Linked DNA regions of Cyprinus carpio: region 2 is linked to region 1. Evidence: chromatin contacts called from public Hi-C data. All regions are on one chromosome and are shown on one strand. The core of a region is the stretch at or near the end of the contact, and the rest is flanking DNA. Distances in the headings are between cores, read along the strand shown.

Region 1 (6,811 bases), core at 469-2,968:
ATGATCCTTCAGACATCCTTCTTATATGCTAATGCTCAATAATTTTTTATTATCAATCGAAAACAGTTGTGCTTGATAGTGACATATTTTGATAAAAAAATCTTTCATATTATTATAAACTGTCCCTTTTAATCAGTTTAATATTTTCTTGCCAAAAAAGTAAAACATTTTGTTAATAATAGTAATAATAATATAATTAATAATAATAATAAAAATAATAATGTTTACTAACGCCTTTAACTTTGAACGGTAGCATAAGTGTTAAAACCTCAGATATGGTGTCTGCATGATTAACACATTATTTTGAGTCTTGCTGTCATAGCTCAAGATTGGAAATAGTGATGCTAACAATAACTCACTTTGACAAATATATCATTGTTTCAAAACAATACCAACCTGGTTCAGTGCCAATAAACTCAGAGTGATGAGATTATTTTCGTCATGACCATACTGCTCCCTTTCTGCATTTGTATTGCATAAAATACCTTAAAGTTCCTGGTTTTATACCAGCTCTCAATATTTGAATAATTCTCACTAATGACTAACTTAAGACTTCGCAGTTGGGTTACACAAAGTATTTGCATGTTCCCTCTTGTCTGCAATTTATCTTATATCACAGCTGAACTACAAACAAAAATGGTGCAAACACACACCTTGCACACACACCTCCTAATCAAACAGTCTCCTCTCTCCAACACAGTTAAAATCATGTTTGAATACCCATCCCTTCCTCTTTCCTGACGGTACCTTTGGCACGATGTCGTTGAAGACGGACAGCTGGCCGGCTAGTCAGACTGGATCCATCTTGCTCCTCTTCATTGGCCTGTGAAACCAGCCTCTTCATCCTCAGCAAGCGAGGGCCAGTCTCCCGCGGCCATACTCCCCCCACGTCCGTCGCCGGCAGCCCGCCATCCCCGGAGATGACCGTGGGAACGAGGCTCTTGAGGAATTCCATGTTTGCACTGTGACACTTTCACTCCAGGCGCCTGTGCAGGCGCACAGTGACGGCCCTGCCACCCACCATCCCCTCTGAGGAATCAGGCCGTCTGTGACTGGACCGCAGAACGGCTCCTCCACCCCAGGAAAACCACAGCTTGTCAAACTTGGACTTCACCACAGGTTCCTCTGTCGTGTCAGTTTAAACTAGAAGTGTCTATACACACACACAAGCACCCAGACGAAGTGGAGATAATCTCGATGTAATGCAGAAGCTGTCGATGGTAGATCCAAGATGAGGTACATGTGAGCACCTGTAGATCCAGCCGCTGAGTTCTTCCACCTGCCCGTACTCCACATGCCACAGGCCAGCTGTGAGCACTTCGCAAAGCGTAACCTAAAGTTCACTTGAGCTTTCACACAGCCAGAGACCAACCTTACTACCTGCCTGTTCATGCAGGATGGACTGAACACTTTGATGTGATGATTTGACAACAGTAGGTGGAGTCTTTCAGCTCGAGTGTGTTATCTGGGGGAGCAAGGACGTGTCCAACAGGAGATAATATACGCCTGGGAGAGCGTCCAATCAAAACACAGCTGCTACCAACCACGCCCAGACGTTTCTACTTTCTAAAAGAAGGGAGGGAGGAAGACTCATCTATGATGGCTAGGGAGTGCATAACAAAGTGAGAAGGCGTGGCATCTTCAGCGTGCTGCTGCGCTCTGATAAGTTTTATCAGGTTTAAAACTAGAGCAGCTCTTTACATTCCCCTCTTACGCACACACACACACACAATTCTATCTATAACTTCCCTTACATATTTCCCTTCCACTGGATGAAAAAAATGATAAAATAATACCTCAGATGGCATGCTGTAAAACAGTTAAAATGTCTCACGCCCCCACACAGACTGTTGGTTTCACTTCCAGTTTACAGCAGGGCAGTGGGTGAACTAGTTTTTGTGGCATGTTTGAAACTGCAGACTGACACGTTTGTCAAATTTTACTCTGGTAAAAACACAAACACACTCAAATAAAGGCTATTTGGACAAATAAAAAGCATAATATGAGCACATTTATACAGTGATACAAGAGAAATATTTGAGTTTTCCAGTTGGCTGGGCAAAATGTAAGGTGTCCTGAGGTAAATCAATGGAAAATGTTTGTGTTGGGAAGCATTTTGCATATGGCAGGCCTTTCTGCTGACTCACTGTAACATATTCAAATGAGCAGGCTGCTTTCGCTGACAATGGATATCGTAATACTGACACTAACTTGCTGTCTGAGCCTCCATTCAATACAATACACTAACTCTTCAGAAGAGCATGGAGTTATGGATAACTCCTAATATGCACACATTTTATCATTTCAAAGCATCTCATATGTCAACCTTGGTAAAAGTGACTTTCTTCTGAGGAACACAAACAGAGCTTTTTAGAAAATGTATCCATCTCTATGAGATTGGACCATCAAAGTTAACACTTCAAAAACCACGCAAATCAAACATGTGGTAATTCATACGACTCTAGTTGATGAATCAAATGTCTTCTGAAGTGAAACAATAGGTGTGTGTGAGAAAAACACCAATATTTTAAACTTTTTAAGCCATAAACTATAAAGCATGATGTAAGCATGTTTTGAAACTTGCATGAGAAAAAAAAAAAAAAAAAAAAAAAAAAAAAAAAAAAAAAAAAAAAATATATATATATATATATATATATATATATATATATATATATATATATATATATATATATATACACACACACACACACACACACACACTTATTGTATTTTAGCAACCCCCCCATGCTTTTAAACGGGAAAGAGCATATGTAATTTGTAATTAAAAACTGTAAAGGTTTATTTTAAAAGCTCTTCTGTAGAATCAGTGAAGGACAAATCGGTCCTAGTTAAGAGCCTCTCAAAATACAAAAATTCCACAGTACTGAATATAACCTCATTCGTTCACAAGACTCATATCTCAGAGTGACAGAACAGAAAAGTGGGTGCAAATGATTCACAGGAAATGCTCACACCCTTAAGCTCCGTGTGAACATGTCAGGCAAGCCATGTGATGTTTCAGTTCCTTAATGTGTGAGCAGACAAAAAATATGCACATAGATTGTTATTAAATAATCTCTTAATGTCTTTTTATGTTAGTGTTACCCATTTCTGGCATAAAGACCCTTTAATATCTAGCTCCCAACAAATTAATAGTGTTGCATAAGCTTTAAGTTGCATGAGAACGAGAAGAATAAGTTCAGAGTCAGACTGAGCCAACTCTGTGTGTGTGTGTGTGTGTCCATCGCTCAAATCTCAAAGCTCAAGTCTGCCCTCTAGGGGTGGCCAAAATCAATGCCAGCAAACCTCAGGACAAGGTAAAAACAAATGTATGAGCATGTATATCATTTTGTGATAATGAGAAGAAACTGGTACTTGTACTACTGTGCAAGTCTCTAAAGCACAAAATTTTGTGGGAAGTCGTGGCCTAATGGTTAGAGAGTCGGACTCCCAATCGAAGGGGTTGTGAGTTCGAGTCTCGGGCCGGCAGGAATTGTGGGGTGGAGGGAGTGCATGTACAGTTCTCTCTCCACCTTCAATGCCATGACTTAGGTGCCCTTGAGCAAGGCATCGAACCCCCAACTGCTCCCCGGGCGCCGCAGCATAAATGGCTGCCCACTGCTCCGGGTGTGTGTTCACAGTGTGTGTGTGTGTTCACTGCTCTGTGTGTGTGTGCACTTCGGATGGGTTAAATGCAGAGCACGAATTCTGAGTATGGGTCACCATACTTGGCTGAATGTCACGTCACTTTCACTTTCTCACTTTTTTTTAAAAATCAAAGCCTGTGGAAAGATTTTCACAATTTAATGTTTCTTTGACTACTGGCACTTTTATCTTCCGGAGCAGATTTTTAAAATATTTATAAAAAAAAGTTGTGCAATAATCATAAACTATTTCATTATTATTCAAAAATGAAAAAAAAAAAAAAAAAAAAACCTTTTACCAAGACTCAAATACAAGATACTTTGAAATGACATGACAAACAAAATTCAAGGAAAATGTGTGCACGGAACATTTTATTGCACTTAATTTGTGAAAGTGATATAATAAAACATGCTTGAGAAAATACCTAATTCGGTTTGCTGTGAGAAACACAGACAACATGACAGGACATGAACTGAACAGGGGATAACATATACGTTCCTAAACATATACGTTCCTGTGAAAGAATCACAGATTTCTCTGGAAAGTTACTAACTCACTTATTACTTCATAACACACCTCTGCCACAGACACATAAACACAAAACCTCTTATATCGGATGACAGTAAAACACGTTCAACCTTGATGATGAAACAATACAAAGCAGAACCTTTGACCATGACATTGAACCACACTCAAGATCCTGTTTGCAAGAAAAACCATGTCAAAGGTCTGTGTGTGCATAAAAAAAGTTAAATAAAAACAAGTTCAGACAGAGTGGCCTATATTTACAGTGATGATATAGTGACCTCACAGGAGGAATGTAAGGGGTGATGGGACCATTTGGACGGGGGCAGAGAAGACAACAAGGGACAGAAAGTCAGAGGGAGAGGATAAAATGATGAATGTGGGTCACCAATCAATAGATGATTTGAAGCCACCATGTGATAGTGACCCTAATCTGATAAAGAAAGCACAGACTTTCAGTACACTGAAGTGCATTTAAGAATGGCAACATAGCTGAAAACAGAAGGCATGGCTTGACAATAACAGTACGGTAATATTAACTGCTGCTTGTCAAAAAGGACAGATTTGACAAAATATGATAAATGATACAGGAATAATGGTTACAAAAACATCCAAAGTTAGCTAGTAAACAGAGCTGGGTAGTAACTGATCTGGATTATGTAATCAGATTCCAGACATTTTAAAATACTCATAATCAGACTACAGATTTTTTTTATGGATTGCATGATTACATATTTACACAACAGCATAAAATGATTTATAATTTATTGATTCTCCCCAATTCGTCTTTTTTTATCTTTTAAATTTTCCTTTATAAAAAAAGACTACTGCTTACAAACACTTAGAAAGTCTTCCAGTTCTGTGGACATTCACACAGAGACCAGTTATTAGTCAGGTGCTACACATCATTTGACCACTGGATTTACAAAAATCATTTCAGGTTTAAGAAGTGGTTCAACAATGCATAAACTACTGATGAACACACTAGTTTTATTTGAATTATCACTCTGCAGGTTATTTAAACCTGTATTTCTATGTCTTTGGAAGGTCTTTTGTCTTTCAAACACATTAAAAAAAAAGCTTCGGTAGTAATTAACACCAAATAGTCGAAGCTTTGGAGGGAGACTGCTGAACATATTCTTCTCCCAACACCATGATACCGGACGCCACGTCATGACAAAATACACACGCGTGGCAGGTGTGTTGCTGCGGACCCAAGGGAGTGCAGTGTCGCGTTTTGGTGCAAGATGGGCACGTTCCGAGTTAATAAACTTTTAATAAACTACAGAACAGCATGAGCCGAAAGCTGCACGTCTCAAGCGGGAAGGGCTTATATGGTCCGAGAACCAACACTGCACTAGTGATACAAAACACACAGGTCTGTTAAGAGCAATACTTTTAATATAGGCAAATTATTATTAGGCTGGGCTACTTTACTTTTTTTTTTTAAGGCTGCCGCATTCGCAAGTATTTTTCAAACAAAATGTGTAATGTGAAAAATTACTGATTAACATGATGGATAAAAGCAGCTCATTTCTTTTTACACCGACAATATACTATAGGCATACTACTTACGGAAGTAAGTTAATTAATCAAACTTGATGTGCTGTTGTGGTAGGCCAGTTTTAAATCGCATATTTGGCACACTGCCTTTCTTGTCCTTACTCAATTTAAAGTGCTCCCACACAACTGAGGTCTTCGGCATATTTGTTTTCTCTTCCAGGTGAAATGAATCATGACGTTTCACTCATGGGCGATTCATATTCAAGCTAATGAGAACCGTTTTGCATTTGAATCTCAAAATTGAGAAAATCGAATGTCAACCCACCGAACGAATATTTGAATAATGGAATATTCTGGTCCAGCTCTAATTAAAATGCACAAATTCACAAATGTTTTTGTCATTTGATCCTCATTCACCAAATATAATTACTTGAAGTACCCCTGAGATTTTAAAATAATTATTTAAATAATTAAATATCACATTTGCATGTTCTCGGTTCTCTGACCTTGGTTATGGCCACATGACATGCAGGTAAACAAATAAAATATACTTTTTTTTTTTTTTAGTAAGATTTCATTTTGATTGAGGTAAACAAATTAAATTTTTGTTTTACTTTTTTTTTTTTTAATTAATTATTAGCTATGAATTTTTGAAAAATGAAGGTCCATCTCTCACAAAAGTTCACTGAGCAATGGTTTTTCCTGCAAAATCGATCACAGGAACAACTTTCCCAGCAAATGAAACAACTTTTCTGCTGATGAAACTGCTGGGAAAAAATAACCACTTTCTCACTTTAGTCTAACATATGGTTTTTATGAACATCCTAATCCCTAAAGAATAAAATCTTTTTCTCAACATTATTTTACCACTGAATATTTTATTTCCATCACAAATGGATCCCATTTGAAAGTTAACACTGTTAGGAATGCCGTCATGACGTCTGAAGGGACACACCACCCAAAAAAATAAAATTAATCTATCATTTACTCACCCTCGTACTGTCCCAGATGTGTGACTTTCTTCTGAGGAACACAAACAGAGCTTTTTAGAAAAAATATCCATCTCTGTGAGATTGGACCATCAAAGTTAACACTTCAAAAACCACGCAAATCAAACATGTGGTAATTCATACGACCC
Region 2 (6,375 bases), core at 3,629-6,128, 36 kb before region 1:
ACAACAATGGCTATCAAATATAGACTGAAAACATTAAGATACTGTATAATTATTTTTACCCATGTGACCCAGCCCTACTAGAGACACATTTGAATGTAAAAACGTACTTGATGTCGACTTGTGGCGAGAGCAGCTGAAGGCGTGTGGAGGCGAAGACCCAAGCGTAGCTCAGCGCAGTGGGGCAGTGCTTGGGCAGGTGTTCTTGCCGCAGGTAACTAGACAGACTGATGACCCAAGGGTCCTGACCTTGTGTCACATGGGCAAACACCCATATGTTGGAGGGGCTTACCACATCAAACTGGTGGCTGATGGGAGACGAGCTCCACTCTGCCAGAGTCTGAAGGTCTATTCCACTGGGACAGTATAGCAGATTTGTCTACAGGGGCAAAAAAAAAAGAAAAAGAAAAAAAAAAAAAAAGACAACCCTGATATAGTTTCATGTTGACTTTTTTGCATTCCTGTCTGGAGGGGACACCAACATCCAAAAACACATAATGTTCTGCATTCCCTCACCTGATCGGCCCCAGTAAGGTGAATAAAACTCTCGAGGACTGAAGCACTCAATCTGTCCATCACGTCTATAGCCAACTCTTCATCTCCCTGAGAGAGAAACAGGACAAAGAAATGAATATGAAGTGCAAACAAAAACAAAAATGTTGTCCCATTTAGGTGAACAAAAGGAAGTCATTTAGAACAGATGGTTACCTTAGCAATGCCAAGGGCCGTGTGCAGTGATCGGACTTCTTTGAGGACATTGACAGCAAGTCTGCGTGTTGCTGGTCGACAGCTGCACAGCACGACCAGAGCCAGACCCTCCACCACATGCAGGACCTGCCAGAGAGGAGATCGCTCCAGAGGGAGAGATGGGCTCTAGAAAATACACGAAAAAATACCATGTTAAACTACAAGCTAAAAATGTATGATAAACTACAATAAAAAATAAAACGATAAAAATCCTTCAAAAGTTTGGAGCTGGTAAAACTTTTTTAATATACAGTACAAACAGTTATATTGTGCAATATTATTACAATAAAAAAAACACTATTTAATAACTACTCTATTTAAATGTGTTAAAATGTAATTTATTTCAATAATGAAATTTTCAGCTTCCATTACTCCAGTCTTCATTGTCACATGATACCTCAGAAATCATTCAAATATCCTGAATTGGTGCTCAATAAAGGTTTTTTTTTTTATTATTAACAATGCTGAAAACAGGTCTGCTGCTTAACACATACTTTTTTTTTTGGAACAATATAAAAGTTTTACTGGCACTCTTGATCAATTTAATGCATCCTTGCTGAATTACAGTTTTTTTTTTTGTACAAAAATATTATATTACTGTTGTATGTTTGCACCTGTGAATCATGGCTGCGGTTGCTGCTCTGTACCGCCTGTCTCCACTGTATGATGAGCTGCAGCAGCATCTTGACAGCATTGTCCAGTAGTGTGGGGTGAACGTCAGTCACCTCCCTCACAATGAAATACACAAAACCAGACAACACGTCCTCTCTCCAGTCTGGGAAGTCCAACATCAGAGCCTGCAGAGTGGTGAACGCCAGACCACGCAGCTCCTCATCCATATGAATGGTCAGTCTGGACGGGTGGGAGAATGAAAGTCATTGTTTACAGAATGCAATAAATAAATGCAACACATCATCATCTTCATAACAGCATCATGCGTCACCAGAACCGCAGAGAGGTCAAGCGGGTAAACGGTGACATATGAGTTCTAACTACATGCCATTACGACTTCAAAGGAAGTCTGACTCAGATTGTGGTTGCTGTAGAGGAAGTCATAAATATATGGAAATCAGCATTTCATATTAGTCTATGGGTACTTTCTGAATAAGTGTGATTTTTCTGTTTGACTCATACCCCTAAAATAAATAAACACTTTGCATGAGAAGAACTTTAAAGTTTTTCTGTGTTGAAAATCCTCATTCCAAATTGCTGTGTTATAGGCTATAAACTATAAAGACCAAACATTGTGGGAAATATGTAAACATGAGAAAGTGAACCCAGAGCATGTTGAACTCATAATGCACACCACGCACTGTAGCAATCAGTAAATTATGTAATAACTGAAATGTAATAACCAGCCTGTTTACATTTAAACTGAAATATTTCCAAAACAATCAATATTGAATTAAACTGATAGCTTGTGAATCAGAATCAGATCATAAAATTTTGTGAATGGTCAGTAGGCATAAATGTAATTGTTATCAAGCAACAACAGAACTAGTGAACTGGGGAATGGCTGGAGTTTTCTTGTGGGGATGAATGAGGGTTGACATGAGGGTCACAGGTCATTACTTGGCCAGTAGCTCGATGAGATCCTGTCTGCTCATGCCGTCTGGGATTAGTCTAGGAATGGCAGCTACACATGTCCGGAACAGATCAATCTTCGGTTTACGCTCCCCACTACAGCAGAACACAAACATACAATAAACACGCTGAGAGCCAAATAAACAACACCATTCGTTTTCATACCTTTTTAAAAATTCTTATATCATATTTATGCTAAATAAAATCTTAAGAAACTAACGTGATCATGTCCTCTGGCTCTTTGTTGGACATCTGAACGTTGGTCATGCTCATGGATCGTCCCACCTCTTTATCCAGGTGCCTGAGGATGTTGTCCAGGGCCTTCCTAACCTGAGGGTAATACAGAGACATACCTACACAGACAAACACATACACAGAAAGAAAACAGCTTAGTTCACACGCAAAATCTGGTACAAGAACGGAAAAATGTTACAACAGACTACATACAGAGGCATTTCCTCAACCTCTAAACAATGAGGCCAGATAAATACACCACTATCTCCACTAATGGGCATGCAATGAGTTTTACTGGAAAAGCTAAACTATTAAAAATGTACAGTCAAATTGATGTATATGAGGATATTGTGACTAAAGCCAACATAGATAAAAAAAAATTATAAAAAAAAAGAGGAATGGACCACAATTGCAATCCCGAAATATTTCAAACTTTCTTGCTCAAAAACACACAGAAAAGAACTTGGCAGGAAGTCACAACTGTATTTATGCTGAAAGCTCAATGAGGACAGCTCATGCTCCAGGAATCACAATTACATTAAAATCAACTATTCGAACATGACCAAATGCTTTAGGGTAGGGTAGGCTGTACTCAGAAATATCTTCTTTTTGGAGAGCTGTGTAGGAACTGTAAGGGTCCGTACCGATGACCTTGGCTTCCTCGTCTGTGAGAGTGGTGTTGAGGAAGATCTTTTTGACCCGCAGTGTGTTGCCTGAAGGTAAGATGACACCTGTAGTGGGCATGGGTGGCTCGCCGTCCTTCTGTTGTAAGCTGTCGGCTATCACCAGGAAGGCCCGGAGACCAATATTCATCCTCTGAGAGAGAGACAGATAAGAGAGAGATCATTAGTTTCAATGTTTATCTTTTTATCCAGCGATTACCACAATTTTTAGTTTTTTTTTTTTTTGCTAATTTTTTAATGGCTGCCACATTATGTGAATGTCTTCACATACCTCTGGATTAATGGTGAAGGTCTTTTGGGACTTGCCCACACACAGCAGGTCATAGATGATCTCTTTCATGGCAAAGTCCAGCCGTTCCTTTAGAGAGGGAAAAACAACATGCCACAAACTAATGAAAACCAACGCAATAAACCACAACCAACCTCCCAAATGTTCATTGTGATCATTTTACGTTTATTACAAAATAATAGATCGTTGATGGTAAAGTGGGTAACTAGCTTTAGGATTGGGCCAAAACGAAGGCTGGATATGAACCTGAGATGTTCTAAAATATGTTTTGAGTGTTTTTTATTTATTTCTTTTTTTTTTTTTACCTGAGCGATAAACTGAATAATCTTAACAAAGATGTTGAGGGGTGTGTCCCGGGGCACCACGCTGCGAGAGCCCTTTGGAAAAAGTGCTGTTACAATACTGAGGAGACGACTGTGAAGGAAAAGAGATAATGTGAAACGTTATATACATATAAATAGGAATTGTCTACAAGACAATAATGTATATATTTGTTTATATCTGTGAGAGGTTTATCTTCTCAAACAATGGTGTGTTTGTGGTTAGTGTTAGCATTGAGTGAATGTATTCCCAGTGTGTGCGCAATTGGCATAAATTCAAGATATTTTTGTAAATCTGTAGGATTGTGTGTCCTACCTCTGTGTGGTTGTGTTGCTCTCACACTTGATCCTGATGATGTAAACCCAGAGCAGCCGGTAGAGAGACTCCAGTGCTACACGAGACATTTTGGGATCTTTGTTCTAAAAAGAAAGATACAAAAATGCTCAGATAACAAGAACTCATAAATTAAGGCATAGAAATAAGGCATTTTTATCCAAAAAGTAAAAGAGCAAGAAGTTAAAAAAGTTTTAAAAAACTCCTTATTGTGGATTTTTACAAACACGTTGCTTTAAAGTGGCTTCCAGTCTTACAACCCCCCCAGGGAGTCAAAATGACCTCCAAAGACAACAATTCGTGAATTAACCTAGAAAATATGCTAGATTCCTTCATAAAGAGCTGCTGCTTCATCTGTAACATGATCAATAGTTCACTTGCTGCTCATGACGAGCTAATGAGGAATATGACGCACTGGACTCCATTTACAATCCAATAAGAGCCATAATTTCTGCTTTAACTGCACTGATGCACAAAGAGATGACTCATAAATTGACTGTTCAGCAGAAGCAATAGATGATGACAGAGGGATTCATACAACCTCTGCGAATGAATCTGTGATTAACACATCACGGCTCGACCAAATCGAGTCACTGACTCACACTGTTGGCTACTCAGTCTCTCTCTCGCACACACACAGCAGCTAATCAGACTGCAGTAAACAGCATCAAACAGGGTGTAAAGACCAACACTCACCATAGGGGGCGATATGATTGCACGGTTTGCAGTGAACATCAACTACATAAGTATTAGAGTATTAGTACAGTGAGGACTCCCTAGTGTCTTTCATCAACAGGGATGCCATTTATTTATAGAATTATCAGCAATACATTTTTCCTCACTGTTCTAATGAGTCTGCAGGTACATTTCAAATAGCTGTACATTCAAAACAAGCCATTGTAAATGCAACAATCTTGCAAACTGTTTTAACTTCTACAGAAAAAGACTGTGATCTGCAGGATCATGGACACTTAAACTGATGATCAAAATATTTATATTTTCCATAATTTTCCAGAAGTGCATTGTGATTGCTGTCAAACTATGCTGCAAATCTTCTTGCAACATTCAAATTTAGGCTGGTCCTCTTGCAAGATAAAAATAAATCACTTTCATAATTAACAAAATCTGATGAAATAATTAATTCTATATTTTTTTGGAAATGTATAGTAATGCAAAATACTTTTATATTTGTTTTGGCAAAAGCAAGAGTTTTGGGCTGAATTAATGCCGCCCTGAGATAAAAACATTTCTGACGCCTTCATCAGTGACTCCTTGACCTGGGTGGTTTTCCTGTGTGAATTCTTGAGGACAGCAGGACAGTAATGAAGCCATTTAGTTTCCTCTATGGACAGGCGAAAGAGCCAGAAGTCTCAGGAAGCCCATGTGGAACACAGGTCAATCACATGACTTCTGAGGGGCAGGGTTAGCCTTGTGGGTAACCATGGTAACTCACCTGCAGGGTCTCAATCTGCTTACGGATGCTGTTGTTTGACGGCATCTGCAGCCAATAAACGCAGGGGTAACAAAAAAGATGACAAAGGACAGGGGGTGATGGTGATGGGGAAGACATGCAGGTTAGAAAAAGAACAAGAGACAAACTTAAGAACAAAACGAAGCTTTGTGCTACAACAACAACATGCAAAACAAAGTGCAGGGTGCATGGGATTGAACACTTCAGTGTCAGATTCCCTACAGAATCAACAAGAGTATTCCAAAATGTATCTATACTTCCTTAAGGAATGAAAATGGCCCATTAGACAAAAGCTTCTAGGAAGATTATTTTAAACTGAACTTAAATATAGGTGATATGCTGATGAAGATGAAGAGTTTCTGATGGGTGAGAAGACAAATGGCAGGAATGAATTAAAATGAAATTTAAAAAAAAAAAAAAAAACCATAAACAAAAATGGGAGGCAGGATTAGTGCATGCAAATGGATGATTACAAGCAAGAGTGATTATGTGCTGACTTTAGTCAGAGTGGACGCTATAAAAAAAACTTAATGCAAATGAAAATAAGGCTTCAAATAACGTCCACTCTGATTAAGGTCTGTTGATCTGGGAAGACAAACTACAGCAGGGTTAGACCAGACGGGGAGCAGACAGACAAGCAGAACTGCAATGGGAGTCCATGGATCAATCAGGAGAGGAATTATCCACCACTGAGACTACAAATCCCATAAACCTGG

What was found. A called contact is a pair of places that touch in the nucleus more often than the background predicts.
Region 2: a contact with region 1 is called in a Hi-C map of red blood cells, with 4 times the contacts expected there. The contact joins the enhancer-like site here to the promoter of LOC109112907 in region 1. A contact is called at or near these places in 4 of 8 Hi-C or Micro-C datasets (liver, red blood cells and skeletal muscle).

Annotation. Positions count from the first base shown.
Region 1 is chrB20:13,829,089-13,835,899 of ASM1834038v1, reverse strand. LOC109112907 (protein furry homolog-like) reads right to left here and starts at 1,718. Exons shown (of 62, transcript XM_042747192.1): 1 at 748-1,718. The coding sequence starts at 955.
Region 2 is chrB20:13,868,959-13,875,333 of ASM1834038v1, reverse strand. It overlaps LOC109112907 (protein furry homolog-like), which reads right to left. Exons shown (of 62, transcript XM_042747192.1): 12 at 4,171-4,274; 13 at 3,840-3,948; 14 at 3,517-3,603; 15 at 3,207-3,378; 16 at 2,549-2,681; 17 at 2,317-2,424; 18 at 1,359-1,596; 19 at 706-870; 20 at 514-600; 21 at 108-376. Among protein-coding and RNA genes, the nearest start is that of LOC109112907, 38 kb to the right of the region's middle. Within about 2 kb of position 4,878, at least 1 of the 8 cell types and tissues checked has an H3K27ac peak or open chromatin away from gene starts, as enhancers often do.